Regions from separate parts of the Mus musculus genome. Here all the other regions are linked to region 3. A link is a contact called in public promoter capture Hi-C data. All regions are on one chromosome and are shown on one strand. The core of a region is the stretch at or near the end of the contact, and the rest is flanking DNA. Distances in the headings are between cores, read along the strand shown. Region 1 has its middle 28 kb from the start of Gm30668. Region 2 overlaps Grin2a (glutamate receptor, ionotropic, NMDA2A (epsilon 1)). Region 3 holds the start of Grin2a (glutamate receptor, ionotropic, NMDA2A (epsilon 1)).

Evidence for each region. Promoter capture Hi-C pulls out the DNA fragments that hold promoters and counts their contacts.
Region 1: a contact with region 3 is called in a promoter capture Hi-C map of hippocampal neurons, with 4 times the contacts expected there. The contact joins the enhancer-like site here to the promoter of Grin2a in region 3. A contact is called at or near these places in 1 of 39 promoter capture datasets (hippocampal neurons), 2 of 484 Hi-C or Micro-C datasets (cerebral cortex and cortical neurons), 1 of 115 datasets of contacts at active chromatin or transcription factors (embryonic stem cells) and 2 of 9 other capture datasets (adipose tissue and liver).
Region 2: a contact with region 3 is called in a promoter capture Hi-C map of hippocampal neurons, with 2.2 times the contacts expected there. The contact joins the enhancer-like site here to the promoter of Grin2a in region 3. A contact is called at or near these places in 3 of 39 promoter capture datasets (embryonic stem cells, hippocampal neurons and liver), 3 of 484 Hi-C or Micro-C datasets (cerebral cortex, embryonic stem cells and nephron progenitors), 1 of 115 datasets of contacts at active chromatin or transcription factors (embryonic stem cells) and 2 of 9 other capture datasets (liver and pancreatic islet).

The regions. Positions count from the first base shown.
Region 1 is chr16:10,031,453-10,035,750 of GRCm38.p6, reverse strand. No RefSeq gene overlaps it. Among named protein-coding and RNA genes, the nearest start is that of Gm30668, 28 kb to the right of the region's middle. Within about 2 kb of position 2,025, at least 13 of the 459 cell types and tissues checked have an H3K27ac peak or open chromatin away from gene starts, as enhancers often do. A contact at or near this core is called in cerebral cortex and hippocampal neurons, where this site is marked.
Region 2 is chr16:9,951,012-9,955,128 of GRCm38.p6, reverse strand. All of the region lies in intron 3 of Grin2a (glutamate receptor, ionotropic, NMDA2A (epsilon 1)), which reads left to right. Among named protein-coding and RNA genes, the nearest start is that of Grin2a, 43 kb to the left of the region's middle. Within about 2 kb of position 1,483, at least 14 of the 459 cell types and tissues checked have an H3K27ac peak or open chromatin away from gene starts, as enhancers often do. A contact at or near this core is called in cerebral cortex and hippocampal neurons, where this site is marked.
Region 3 is chr16:9,993,956-9,997,985 of GRCm38.p6, reverse strand. It overlaps Grin2a (glutamate receptor, ionotropic, NMDA2A (epsilon 1)), which reads left to right and starts at 2,173. Exons shown (of 14, transcript NM_008170.4): 1 at 2,173-3,163; 2 at 3,737-3,927. Gm30668 (a long non-coding RNA gene) reads left to right here. Exons shown (of 3, transcript XR_384651.2): 3 at 536-777.

The DNA.
Region 1 (4,298 bases), core at 776-3,275, 38 kb before region 3:
GGCAGCCCAATCCACTCCATTCCTTTCAGGCTAGACAGTGCTCTCAGGGAACATTTCTCCTTCCCTCACTTTCGCACCCTTGATCCTTGCCCTGTGCTCATTAGCCTGCACCATTTGGGAGCCCCAGACAGGCTAGATTATTTACTGCATTGGGTGGTCCAAAATGGAATACCCTCTGTGTAGGTATGTGCCTGTGTGTGTGTGTGTGTGTGTGTGTGTGTGTGTGTGTGTGTGTGTATTTATGCATGTATGTTTGTATGCATGCATATACCATGTGCTACTGTGTTCATCTGTGTGCGGAGGCCAGGGGTCAGCCTTAACAGTTCTTCCTCACGAGCTCCCCACCTTATTATTATTATTTTTTTGATATAGGATCTCCCACTCAGATCTGGGGCTTATCAATTAAGCTAGACTGGCTGGCTAGGGAGTTGCAAGGACCCTGCCTCCATCTCGTCAGCACTAACATCACATGCATTTGCCACAATGCCCAGCTTTTATGTGGGGATTGAGCTCTGGTCCTCATGTTTGCAAGGCTAGCTCTTTACTTATTAAGGCACCTGCCCAACTTTTAACCCTACCCCAATCCTCTATCAGAGAAGTAGCTGATGCCTTTTTTTTTTTTTTTTTTTTTGCTGGAAAGTGGGGCCCAAGTGAGGTGCTCACCTTGTCTTGTTGATTCTTATAGCTGTTCTCCGTGCTGAGGTCTCCTAACACACAGTTCTCTGAGGAAATGGAGGCCTAGGCTGTACCATTTTCTATAACTGGACTTCAGTCCTTGGCCACTCTGTGTGCACTTCTTGAACAGATGCTGAAGGGGCTGCCTCCAGTTTCTTCTTGTAGTTTCAATGAAGAAGACTGGTACTTGGTCATCTTACTGACTGGCTTGGTATGGAGGAGGTGCCAGCTTTAAGCGTAGGAAAATGACAACCAAAGTAACAGTTGTAACTACTGTGCTCTGAGTGACCTCTATTCCCACTGGACAGATGAGGGAGCCTGGGACCAGAGCGGTGGAGGTGTGGGCAGCAGGGTTGGAACTCAGGTTATTTGATTGCAAAGCTCACAAGATTGCTGCTAGCATTTATTGGGTACTGTCTTCAGGGTGGTCAGGAACAAGGATCAAACAGTTTGTTTTCCTTTCCCTTCCCTCTTTTCCCTTCCTTCCCCCGACCTCTCCCTGCTTCTCTTTTGAGGCAGGGTCCTATGCAGTACAAGCTGGTCTCGAACTTACTATGTAGCTAAGCATGACTTTGAACTCCCGATCCTCCTGCTTCCTACTTTCTGAGTTCTGGAATTACAGGCATGCGGTTGCATGCCTGGTTTATGCAGTGCTGAGGATGGAACCCAGGCGTCAGGCATACTAGGCAAATGCTCTGCCAACTGACCAATGTGCCCCAACCCCAGCTGTTTTATTGATGTTGAAGTGTGTGCTCTGACTCGGTGATGCACCAGGCAATATTGTTAGCCATCTTGACACAGGGAGCAAGAAGGGGCTATGGTCACAAGTGACTCTCATAAGCTCTGGGCTGTGAAAGTGATAAAGGAACTAGAGCTGTTTGAACCAAGTGTAACCAGCATATTCCTTAGAAGGAAACACATTGGCAGGGCCCTGGACCCACCACCAGCTTACTTCCACCCTCAAACTTAAGTATAGTCACTTTCAGGGTAGGGAAACTGAGGCCAGGAGAAATATCCAAAAGTCTAAGATCCCACCACTATTTATGGTATCCCAGGGAGAGACCCTCTGTCCCCTGGTGCTCTGCAACACACACACATAGGAGACTGCCTACCTACAAGTCAGGAGCTTCCGGGGAGATTCCGGGACCCATGGCTCCTCTCCCCACCCCTGCCATGACTGTAGTCTGCTCCCCCTCAGTTCTGCTCTGTGACTAAGAGAACTCCTGAGGCCCCATTTCTGTGAGGCCCTATTTCTGCCCAGCCCCCAGCCACCCCCTTGCTTTGGGAGCCCCCAGGCTTGTGAGCCATGGTTCCTAAGACAAGCAGGGCCGTGGGTGGGGTATGTGGGATAATTATAATCTTGGATGGCTTGACTCTGAGGCTGAGAGGCAGGGAGGCAGTTACTCCTGCAGGCTCAGGGAGTTGAGTCTGAGTCAGAAACCAGATTCCCCCAGCCCCTCCCCTTGAGGGTCTGGACCAGCGGTCTTATCTTGCCCATCTACCCTCTGGCCTGTGGTATGTTAGTTTCATCATGCTTGGCAAGGTTTTCTGAGATGCTGGCTACTTACTGATGCCTGTACTGATGCCTGGGCATAGAGATTTTGGGGTGTAGATGGGGCAGAGCTGGCAGGGCCTAGAGTGGTTAGCTCATCCTGTCAGCCAAGCTCTAACTTGGAGTCACCATTAGCTGCAGCACAGCCTTCCCCACATCCTTGGAACATGTTGTGCTTTCCTTTCCTCATCTGAGAGGCGATTATGATAAACATAACGTTCTCTTGTAAGATAAAGGAGGAAACGCCCCATTGAACTTCACTACCTTGAAGTATGTTAGGTTGTTGCTGTTGTGGTTGACATTTTAACGCTATTCAAGAGATGCAAGGGCCACTCTGGAAATCCTCACCACCCAGTCAGGGGACAGCAAGGGATTTTATCCCATATGGCAATGCCTGATTGACAGAAACTGCTTCGAGCACTGTATCAGGTAAAAGGAAGCTAGACCTGCTGATGCAGGCCTGTCTTTCTGGCTACTAGGAAGGTTGAAGCAGGAGGATTGCAAGTTAAGAGCTGTCTGGGCTATGAAGTGAGTTCAAGACTAGCCTGCATAACCAAGTGACATTGTATCAAAGTAAAGACTTAAAGGAGGGCTAGGGAATATAAGGACGTGGCAGAGCTCTTGCCCAGTGTGCGCCAGGCACTAGATTCAGTCCTCAACATTTCAAAAAGGGTCGAAAGAAAGAGGAAGGAAGGAAGAAAGAGAGGATAGAAGAAAGGAAGGAATGAGGAAAGGAAGAAAGGAAGAAAGGAAGGAAGAAAGGAAGAAAGGAAGGAAGGAAGAAAGAAAGAAAGAAAGAAAGAAAGAAAGAAGGAAAGAAAGAAAGAAGGAAAGAAAGAAGGAAGGAAAGAAAGAAGGAAGGAAAGAAACAAAGATTGATTGATTCTGAGCTTTGCTCTAGACTCACAGGAAAAGGAGCAGTGGTCATTTGCATCATGTTCTGGAGGAGAGAGAGGGGGAACCTGCTGTCTCCTGTCTTGAATTCAAGTTAGCTGTAGAGAGGAAACAGGGTGGAGAGGAACAAGGTGAGAGGGCATGGCAGAAATGATGGAGGCAGTTGGACTCAGCATGTCAGGCCCCCAGGCTCATGCTACAGGCACAGCTGTCCTATGGTAATCTGTCAGCATCCAGGGGATAAGGATGACTGTCACAACAGAATGACAGGAATTTTCCAGAAGTTGCAAATATATGTCCTGACTCTCATGCTGCAGGTTCTGCAGCTCTGGGCAGGCAAATCCCCAGACCTTGATTTCCCAGTCTGTTCTCATTTGCTTTCTATTGCTGTGATAAATACTGTGATCAAAAGTAACTAGGAGAGAGTTTATTTTATCTTTCAGCTTGATCCAGTTCACCAGGGGAAGTCAAGGCAGGAACTGAAGCAGATGCCATGGGGGAGTATTGTTCACTGGCTTGCTTCTCATGCTTTCTCTGTCTGCTTTCTCATAGAACCCAGGACCATCTGGCCAGGGGCAGCACAGCCCACATGGAACTGGGCCCTCCCCCATCAATCATTAACCAAAATGTGCTCATAGGCCATTTGGATGGAGGCAATTTTTCAATTGAGGTTTCTCTTTTCCAGATGACTCTAGCTTGTGTCAAGTTGTCAAAAAATTAAGCATCACACTATGTGAACCTCCATGCCACCTTGAATTTGGGTGAGAATTAAAGGAACTCATAGAGATGGAGAACTAGATTCAGCAAAGAAGCAGTCAACAGAAGGACCAGGCAATCTGTATCATGAGAGAAAATATTTGCGAAGCATGTCGTCAATCCTTGGTATTTTCTGGTTCCACAAACGTGAACTCAATAAACCTTGGATTGAAAATTGAGAATGTATGGATTTTTTATAACTATTCTTTAAATAATACAACTATTTATATTTTATTTACTTTGTGTTAGGAATTAAAAGTAACCCAGAGATTTTTTCTTATTAGATATTTTCTTTATTTACATTTCAAATGTTATTCCCTTTCCTAGTTTCCCCTCTGAAAATCCCCTATCCTATTCCCCCTCTCCCTGCTCCCTAACCCACCCACTCCCACTTCCTGGCCCATGCCTCCCCTATAATGTG
Region 2 (4,117 bases), core at 234-2,733, 42 kb after region 3:
CATAGCTTCAGACTAGGTCTTAAAGGAAGGGGGTGGGGTGGTGTAGGGAAAGAGGTAGCTTAGAAAGCCATGGACAGATGTATCTCAGTGTGGGGTTTGCAGATGACATGGTGAGGTAGTGGGAAGTGGACTCATTGTTGCTTAATGGTACTGGGGCTTTATTGAACCATTCAGAAACCAGTCGCAGCTGGCTAAAGTTTGTCTCTGTAACTCTTACTGCTCATGTTTTTGGATCAGCTATTTCACCGCTCTGGATCCTACCTGTCTCACCTATAAGTGGGGAGCAGAGCAGCATCTTTCTCCTAGAGATACGATGCTTCAGTGTAGTGGTTAAGTATTTTACCGGGGCAAAATGTTGAGGGTAGTACCTGACACCTAAAAAATGCTCATAAGACACTCTTCTGTAGGCTTATAGCACCCAGTGCTTTCCTACTTCAGCCTTGGCGTGTTTGAGGCTTCCCAGAAGCCCAGAACCTCTCTGGGGCATTAGGGTCCCCACCAACTCTCTCATTTATGGCTATACTTTGAACATACTAAACCCAAAGAGCCTGGGGTGGTAACCTGGACCTCACAGTCAGGCTCCTTCAGATCCCTGGCTTCCCTAGCTGTGTCTCCTGGGTTACTTTGTTTTCTTTTTGTTAGCAAACACACCCTAGGGGAGGCGTGGACACCGGATTTGGAGGGATGAGTTGGGCTACTTAGCATCTCCATGGCCCTCCCCACACAATCCACTGTGCATGCTGTTTCCTGGCCTCATTAAAACCAGCTCCCCACCAGCCTCCGTGGTTGTTTAATATTTATTGATCTTCTGCAGCTTGCAAGCTGGTCAGTCGGAGTGTTCAGGCACCTTGTTCCTCGCTTCTCAATGGGCTCCTGATGCTCTCTCCTTTCCAGTTGAGATCTTGGAGCCTTGACTTTTCCTAGTCGCCTTTATAATGAAGTCCCAGCCATGGAGGCGCAGTAGCTGAGCTTCCGTTGCATTTGCCTCCCAAGGAATAGGGCACTGTTTTTTTATTTTATTTTTTATTTATATACCTGTCTATTTGCTCCTTTTCCTTCTTTCCACCTTCATTCCCACACTTCAGAAACACTGGGTGGGGGCAGGAGGCCAGGACTAGTCTGTAGCCCCCTGTGCTAATGGTGACTGCATTAGCACAATGCCTTTCATTCCCGAGCAGTTTGCTTTCCTGAGGATCTGCCTGAGCAACGTGGCTCTTGAACCTAAGTAAGGAAGGCTAGGCAGTGGGTGGCTGGGGATGGGAAGCTGGAGAAAGAAGGGGAGAGAAAGTCCCTCGGGTTAGATTCCTGTTACTCAATATTGTTGAATCGTATCTTCAGCATTCCATCATGTGATATTTGGATGCTGGGAGGGGAGTTAAATATAGAATTCCTCCTTTTGGCATTTTGGAAGGTTTATATAATGTCCTGTTCCTTTTTGACAGCAGGGAGAAAGTGAATAGGTTGCTCAGAAGATTGGTTTGGGTCTAGAGCGTCATTCAAAGCAAGGTCTACTCAGCAGCCTGACCCATCTGCCTACTCAGGGGTGCTCTGTGAATCATGTTTGCAAAGGCGCAGGTGCCCTTTTGAGCCTAAGGATCGGCTCAGCTCAGAAATTCTATTAATTCTGTGATTCTACAAGTAGCCTTCACAAGAGTGGGCGCTGGAAATAGATCAGCTGTGTGGCAGGCTCTGAGTCTGCCTGGTTTGCTGATTTGATTCCTCCCCCAACTCTTCCCCGAGCAGGGCTTCACGATGTTGCTTGCGTTGTCATTTGAACTCTGGTATCCTAAGGACACCAGTGTTCAAACTGTTTCAACCATTCCCCAGCCATGTGACCTAGAGTTTATCTTCCATGAGTCTCATTTTATCTTTAATTTGTCTTTGGATCCTTGTCTCCTTCTTCCTTTCCTCTTAGCAAATGACCCTGCTTTTTACTTTCCTCTTCAAACTGCAGATCCAGGAACCTTACGTTCATCAGTTGTTTTAAACTGAGGATTGAACCCAGAGCATTGCACTCCATCATTGGGTTACATCACAAGCCCTTACATTTTTAAAATTTAATTAATTGTTTTTTGGGACACAGGTTCTCATAACCTAAGAAAGCTCAAACTTCCTATATACTGGAGAATAACTTGAATTTCTGATCCTCCTGCCTTTACTTCCTTGGTGCTGGGATTACAGGTATACTTCATAAACTAGGTATGGTCGTACCTATTTTATAAAGAGGATTGAACCCAGGGCTTCATGGATTTTACCAAGTGGGCTATACCCCCACCCCTTAACAAGGTCTTGTTAGGTTGCCCAGGTTGATCTTGGATTTTCTTTGCAGCCCAGATTGGCCTTATACTTGCCATGCCCCTGCCTCAGCCTCCAGAATAGTTGGAATTATAGGTTTGGGCCATTAGGTCCGACTCCCTAGGACTAATGCAAGTTCTGCCTTTGTCTCTGTCTGCTTGCCCCCCCCCCCCGCCCCCCTCTCTCTGCACCAGCAAGTGCTGCTAGCTCTACTTTCACAACATACCTAGGAACCATTTCTCCATCTTTGATGCAACTGCTCCTGAAAGCCACTGTCAGCAAGAGCAGTGTCAACCTCAACCTCACTGGTCTGCATCCACTTTGATGTTTTGCCTTCAGTTTGTGGTCCAGCTGCCCAAATGATTAACAACAGCACCACAAATCACAGCTCCAACCTTCATTAATCCTTATTAAAGTCTTCCTTTCCATTTCACTAAGAAGTAAAATCCATTACTTGTTGGGATCTGAGAGGCTTGACATGATCTTTGGCTCATATTTTAGACCTTTTCTCACCTCCCACCCCCATTCCCCATGGGACACCAACGCAGGGTCTTTCCACTTGCTGTTTCCTCTGCCTGGGAACTTTTATCATCATCTTCATTTTAAAGTTAATTTGAAGCTAGCATGCAAAGTAATGGATTTCATTAAGGCATCTTCATACATATATGTTCTCATATGTCTTTGTCATTAATTTCCCTCTATTGGACTTTTCTGTGTCTCTTCCCTCCCCCAGCTCCTTCCCTGACTCAGCTGCTGCGCTATTACATATATTCCATCATCTTCTCTGTTTCTACTGTTTCATTTCTATAGTGTCACGACCTCCCTCCCTCCCCCTCTCTATATATACACATGTGCACATACAATTGTATTTTATATGTACATATAGAAACATACACACATGTAACTATTTTATTTTGAAATTTTCGACACAACATATTTTGATCCCATTCTTTTCTGTTCCAACTTCTTCCAGATACTCCCTCTACCAGCTCAACTTAATGTTTTCTCTCTCTCTTAAAAACAAACAACCCCAAACCAAAACAATAACAAAAATGTGCGCACACACCACACTGTTTTGTGGTGGCCAGCTACTGTGTTTGCTGGAACAGTTGAATGTGGTTGATGTACCCAGTGTCACTGCATTGAAGAAAGCTCATTTGCCTTCTCCCAGCAGGGATCACTTGTAAATGGCTTTTTGGGTAGAGATGGGAGTTGGTGCTCACTTCCATTTCTCATGCTGGGTTTGTTTGGTCTGACCTTGTGCAGGTCTTGTGCATTCCATCACAGTCTCTGTGAGTTCATAACACATGCAATTTTAATGTAGGTTCTGCAGAGGAGAGGAAGCTTTTGTTGTTTATCTTTCTGTCTGGAGCTGCCTTCTCTGGACCATCTTGCTCTTTGAGTTGCATCTCTAGCATTATTGCCTATGATAGGCATTTTTTCATGTATACATGTCTGTGGGGTATGTGTGTTAACATGTATACATGAGAAGGTCCAAGAGGGGCATCAGGCATTTTCCTCAGTTTTTCTCCACTGTGGTTACTGAGGCAGACTATCTCATTGAACCCAGAGGTCACCATAGGGCTGTTCCAGCAGTCCCAGGTTTCACCTGCTTCAGGGCTTGTAGTTGGACTGTCATACCTCCTGGGGATTATGTGGTTTCCAGGGATGCAAGCTCTCGTCCTCACCCTTGCCGCTTTCATAGCTGTAACCACTGAGCCATCTCCATAGTCCACAGATTCTCCAAGTTCAAGTTGCTGCCTCCCCACTGTGGTCACATCCATTGGCTCCTCTCCTTCCACAGCTCTGTCTGAGCATGATT
Region 3 (4,030 bases), core at 924-3,423:
ACAGCTCACATCTGTTTATTAGAGAAGACTGGGCACCAATGTGTTTATTTGTACAGAAAGCTAGCAATCCAGTAATTGCAAATAAACAGGGACCAAAGACATGGTCCCATGGGAAAAATTACTAACCACACAACCGCACAAGCCTAACAACTCAAGTTCTGTCCTTGGAACCAATGTAAAAAGGCAGATATGGTGGTATGAACCTGGAATATTAACACTTTTCCTGTGAGATGGGAGGCAGACACAAAAGTAGCCCCTGGAAGCTTAGCTGACAGCCAGACTAAGATACACAGCAGCACAGTACAAGACAGACCCCGCCTCGGCAAGGTGCAAGGAGCAAATGATTTCTGAAAATTGCCCTGTGACCTCCACATGGCATGGCATGTGACACTCTCTTCCCATAAATAAATCTTTTTAAAAGTACAAAAAGAAAGAAAGAAAGAAAGAAGGAAAGAAAAAGAAAGAAAAAAAAGAAAAGAAAGAAAGAAAAGAAAAGAAGAGAAGAGAATAAAAAAGGCTTTTGTTTTTTCTCCAGGCACTTGAAGAGAGAAGGGTGAGACTCTGAGCCATCCATTGTCATTAGAGAACAAGCCAGTGAACAATGCAGTGACCACTGAGTTGCATTTGTGTGCAGCCAACAGAAGGAACACAGCTACTATGTGGCATTTGAAGTCAAGATTACAGTTTCTGCCACTGGAGCCCCCTCTTTAGCCTTGGTTTCACTTTTCACTCTGAGGCAAGGTCTCAATAAATTGCCCATGCTGGCCTTGAACTCACTCTGCTGCCCGTGGGTACCCTGCACTTGATTTCCCCACCCCGGTCGCCACATTGGCCACACCACTAGGCCTGGTTTTCCCACTGTGTTCATTCTTTATGATTTATGTTTCAGGCCTTTGCTTGTTCTCTAGATAGCTTTTAAAGATGGGGCTTGCTCTGCCTAGGCTGCACAGCCTCCTTAGTAGCTGGGGCTGCAGGTGTGCATTTATCTGAGCTAAGGCAGTGTAACATTCTCAAGTTCTCAGGTCAGAGTCTTGCATGATATCCATGCAAGAGAGAGGCCCAGCTTAGCCCGGCTCAGTCCAGCCCATTCACAGCCCCAGTAAATGGACCATTGCTCCAGTTTCTGCCTCTGTTGTATCACATTGCCCACCCCCATCCCCTTTTCCTTTACCGTCCAGATTCTGTCTGCTTCCTTGTTTTCTTTTGTGTAAAACCCCAGGGTATTCCACACACAACATCAGCTCCACAATAAACCCACGGGTCTCCAGGACCAGGGGCTCCTTTCTGTAGCCATATCGATCCCCCCTGGATGAGTTACTTTAGAGGGCTCTCATTTTTTCTTGGGTACCTACTACGTGTCAGGTTTTGTTAAATCTTTGACCATTGTCTTTTTATTGCAAAATAACCCTGAGAAATGGCATTTATTTATTTATTTATTTATTTATTTATTTATTTATTTTTACTGCTGTTGCTCGCCTGCTTTTTCAGATTATCAGTCATTAAAGGAGGAGGGTGACTCCTGAGTTTGGCAGACCTGCAATAACAAAAGCTACTACTCAGTATAGGAGTCCAAGAAGTTTCTTACAGTTGGTTCTCTGAACAAGGTGAAGTAGGCTCTGTGTTTGTTAGGGGCAGCTTCTGGCTGGGCTAGGAGCTGGCTAGCCGGCTAGCTGGCTAGCTCTCTGAGATTTTTTTTTTTTTTTTTAAATAAAGATCCGGATGCAATTCTATTCTTATGACTTAATCACTGTGGAGGCCAGTACTCTTAATACTTAGGATTTTAACATATGCATTTGGAGCATAAACATCCAGGTGACATGAGGCATCAAGGGAAGGGAAGAAAGGCAGAGACAGGTGTTGGGATTCAAGTGACTGACCGTACAAAGGTCAAATGTAGACATCTAACAAGGAGCCTCATGCCCAGCTGCTAGAATTGGAGCCAGTCAGTTTTCACAGCCAGTTAGCCCCAGGCTCTTGGCTTATCCGTTCTGGTGACTTAGAAGAGGCAACCACAGGGTTACGTTTTGTCTCGAACAACTTAGAGAAGGAAGCAGCAAGTGTGTATGTGTGTCTGTGGGTGCGCGTCTGTGTGTGTATGTGTGTGTATGCGCGCGCGCACGCGTGTCTGTGCTTGGAGAGAGTATATATGTTTCTGATTTTAAGCTCCCGGCTCTCTGACATCAGAGTGGGTTCCCATATCAGGGTGGTGAGGCATTGAGAGAAGCATCCTGGGCGGGTGTGTGCGTGTCGGCGTGCCTTGCGTGGAACAGAGATTGCTGCACCCAGCGCCAGGCACTGGAGGAGGAGGAATCCGTAGCAGAGATCTGAATAATTGATTCTTCAGCAGCACCAGACGCCCGGGAGCGGGCGGAGAGCGTGGTTTCAGCACCAAGGTTGCGCGCCACCGCAAGCTCCCCCCGTCACCAGCCAGACACCTAGGTCGGCCTTGTTCCGCTGCCGCCGTGCGCTCCAGAAGAGGGTGGCCGCGCTCCGCGTCGCCGCCTAGGGACTGCGGGGTCTGCCTTGGCCCGCCTCCGGGGTGGGCGGCTGCAGGCGGACCAGAGCTCCAAACAACGTCGGATTGCGCGGGGGTTGCTGCGTTGCGTCTCGCTGGCTGAGAACAAGTCCTAAGTTGCTGTGGTGGGCGCCTCTGCTTTCCTCTATCCTCCTAGGCGACCGCAGCAGAAGCGTGCCCTAGGATCCTGGCTTCTCCAGTGTTGTGAACCGCGGTGGCCAGGCTCTTTCCTGGGCTCCCGCTGACCAAGTGAGGAACCGAACGCCCAGCTCGGAGCTGGCCCTTCAGCGAAAGGGCCAGGAGGGAGCTGCGGTCCTCTGCCTGCGCCCTTCTCCGCCAGGGACCGCGGGGATCCCCGGCCACACGCGCGCGCGCGCTCCCACACTCACTCACACACACACACTCACACACTCACGCACGCCAAGCAGGAGCAGGACTGCGGAGAGGGTGTCCAGGCGCGCTCAGAGGACCTGGCAGCCGCTGTCCGGAGTGGAGCATAAAGCTGAGCCAGGGCTCTAGGAGAGAGGCTCCTGGGGTGCTGTGCCTGAGCATGGGGCCGGATGAGCTCTGAGAGTCGCGGCGGCAGCAATCAGCCCTGGAGATGACCAGGGGTGGCCACTGCTGAGAACTATGTGGAGAGAGGCTGCGGTGAGTGCTGGCGCGGGACGCCGAGCCTGGGAGGGCCCTGTGAGAAGCTGGTGGGGGGAAGGTATGGATAGGAGGGGGCGGCAGGACGCACAAGAGGGTCGCTACGTGGGAGTGATCACACCTCCCTCGGGGATCCGGGACCGCGGGAGCCCGCGTCCTTCCCTCCCCCTCTTCTCCTCCCGGCTCATAGCAAACTCAGCCAGCGCCCCCTCCTTTCCTGCCCCCCACCCCCCACCCCAGGCTCAGCAGCTCCTGGTCGCACAACTCCCAGTAGCCGGGCGCCGAGGTGGTGGTAGGGGGTGAGGGTGGAGGTTCCCACTAAGCTTCTCGTGGGTGGCCAACCTGGGGCTTCCACTCTCCGGTGCGTCCCTGAAAGGAGCTCTGGTTATCAGCCACAGGAAGTGAAGACCCGCACCGAGGGTGTCATAGGCACCAAGCTCCAGCTCCCTCTCTGGTCGAGCCCCCAGGGTGCATAAGGGGGCTGTGAGCACTGCAGACTGCATCCCTCCCCCCACCTTCCCTTAGCACTGGTGGGCTGACCCTGCCTCTCCATCTCTCCTCCGCCCCGGTTAGAGCCCTGCTGCAGAGCCTCCGGCTGGGATAGCCGCCCCCCGTGGGGGTGATGCGGACAGCGCGGGACAGCCAGGGGAGCACGCAGGGGCCGCAGCATGCGGGAACCCGCTAAACCTGGTGGCTGCTGAGGCGGCCGAGATGCTCGTGCGCGCAGCACGCCCCATTGCATCCTCCACCTTCTCCGGCTACAGGTACGTCCTAGTTGGTGATACGGACTTCCCGGGCCTGGGAGGATATAGGCTCAACCGGTGAAGAGAGAGGAGAGGGTTCAGTAGGGAGATGGGGGGAAAAGAG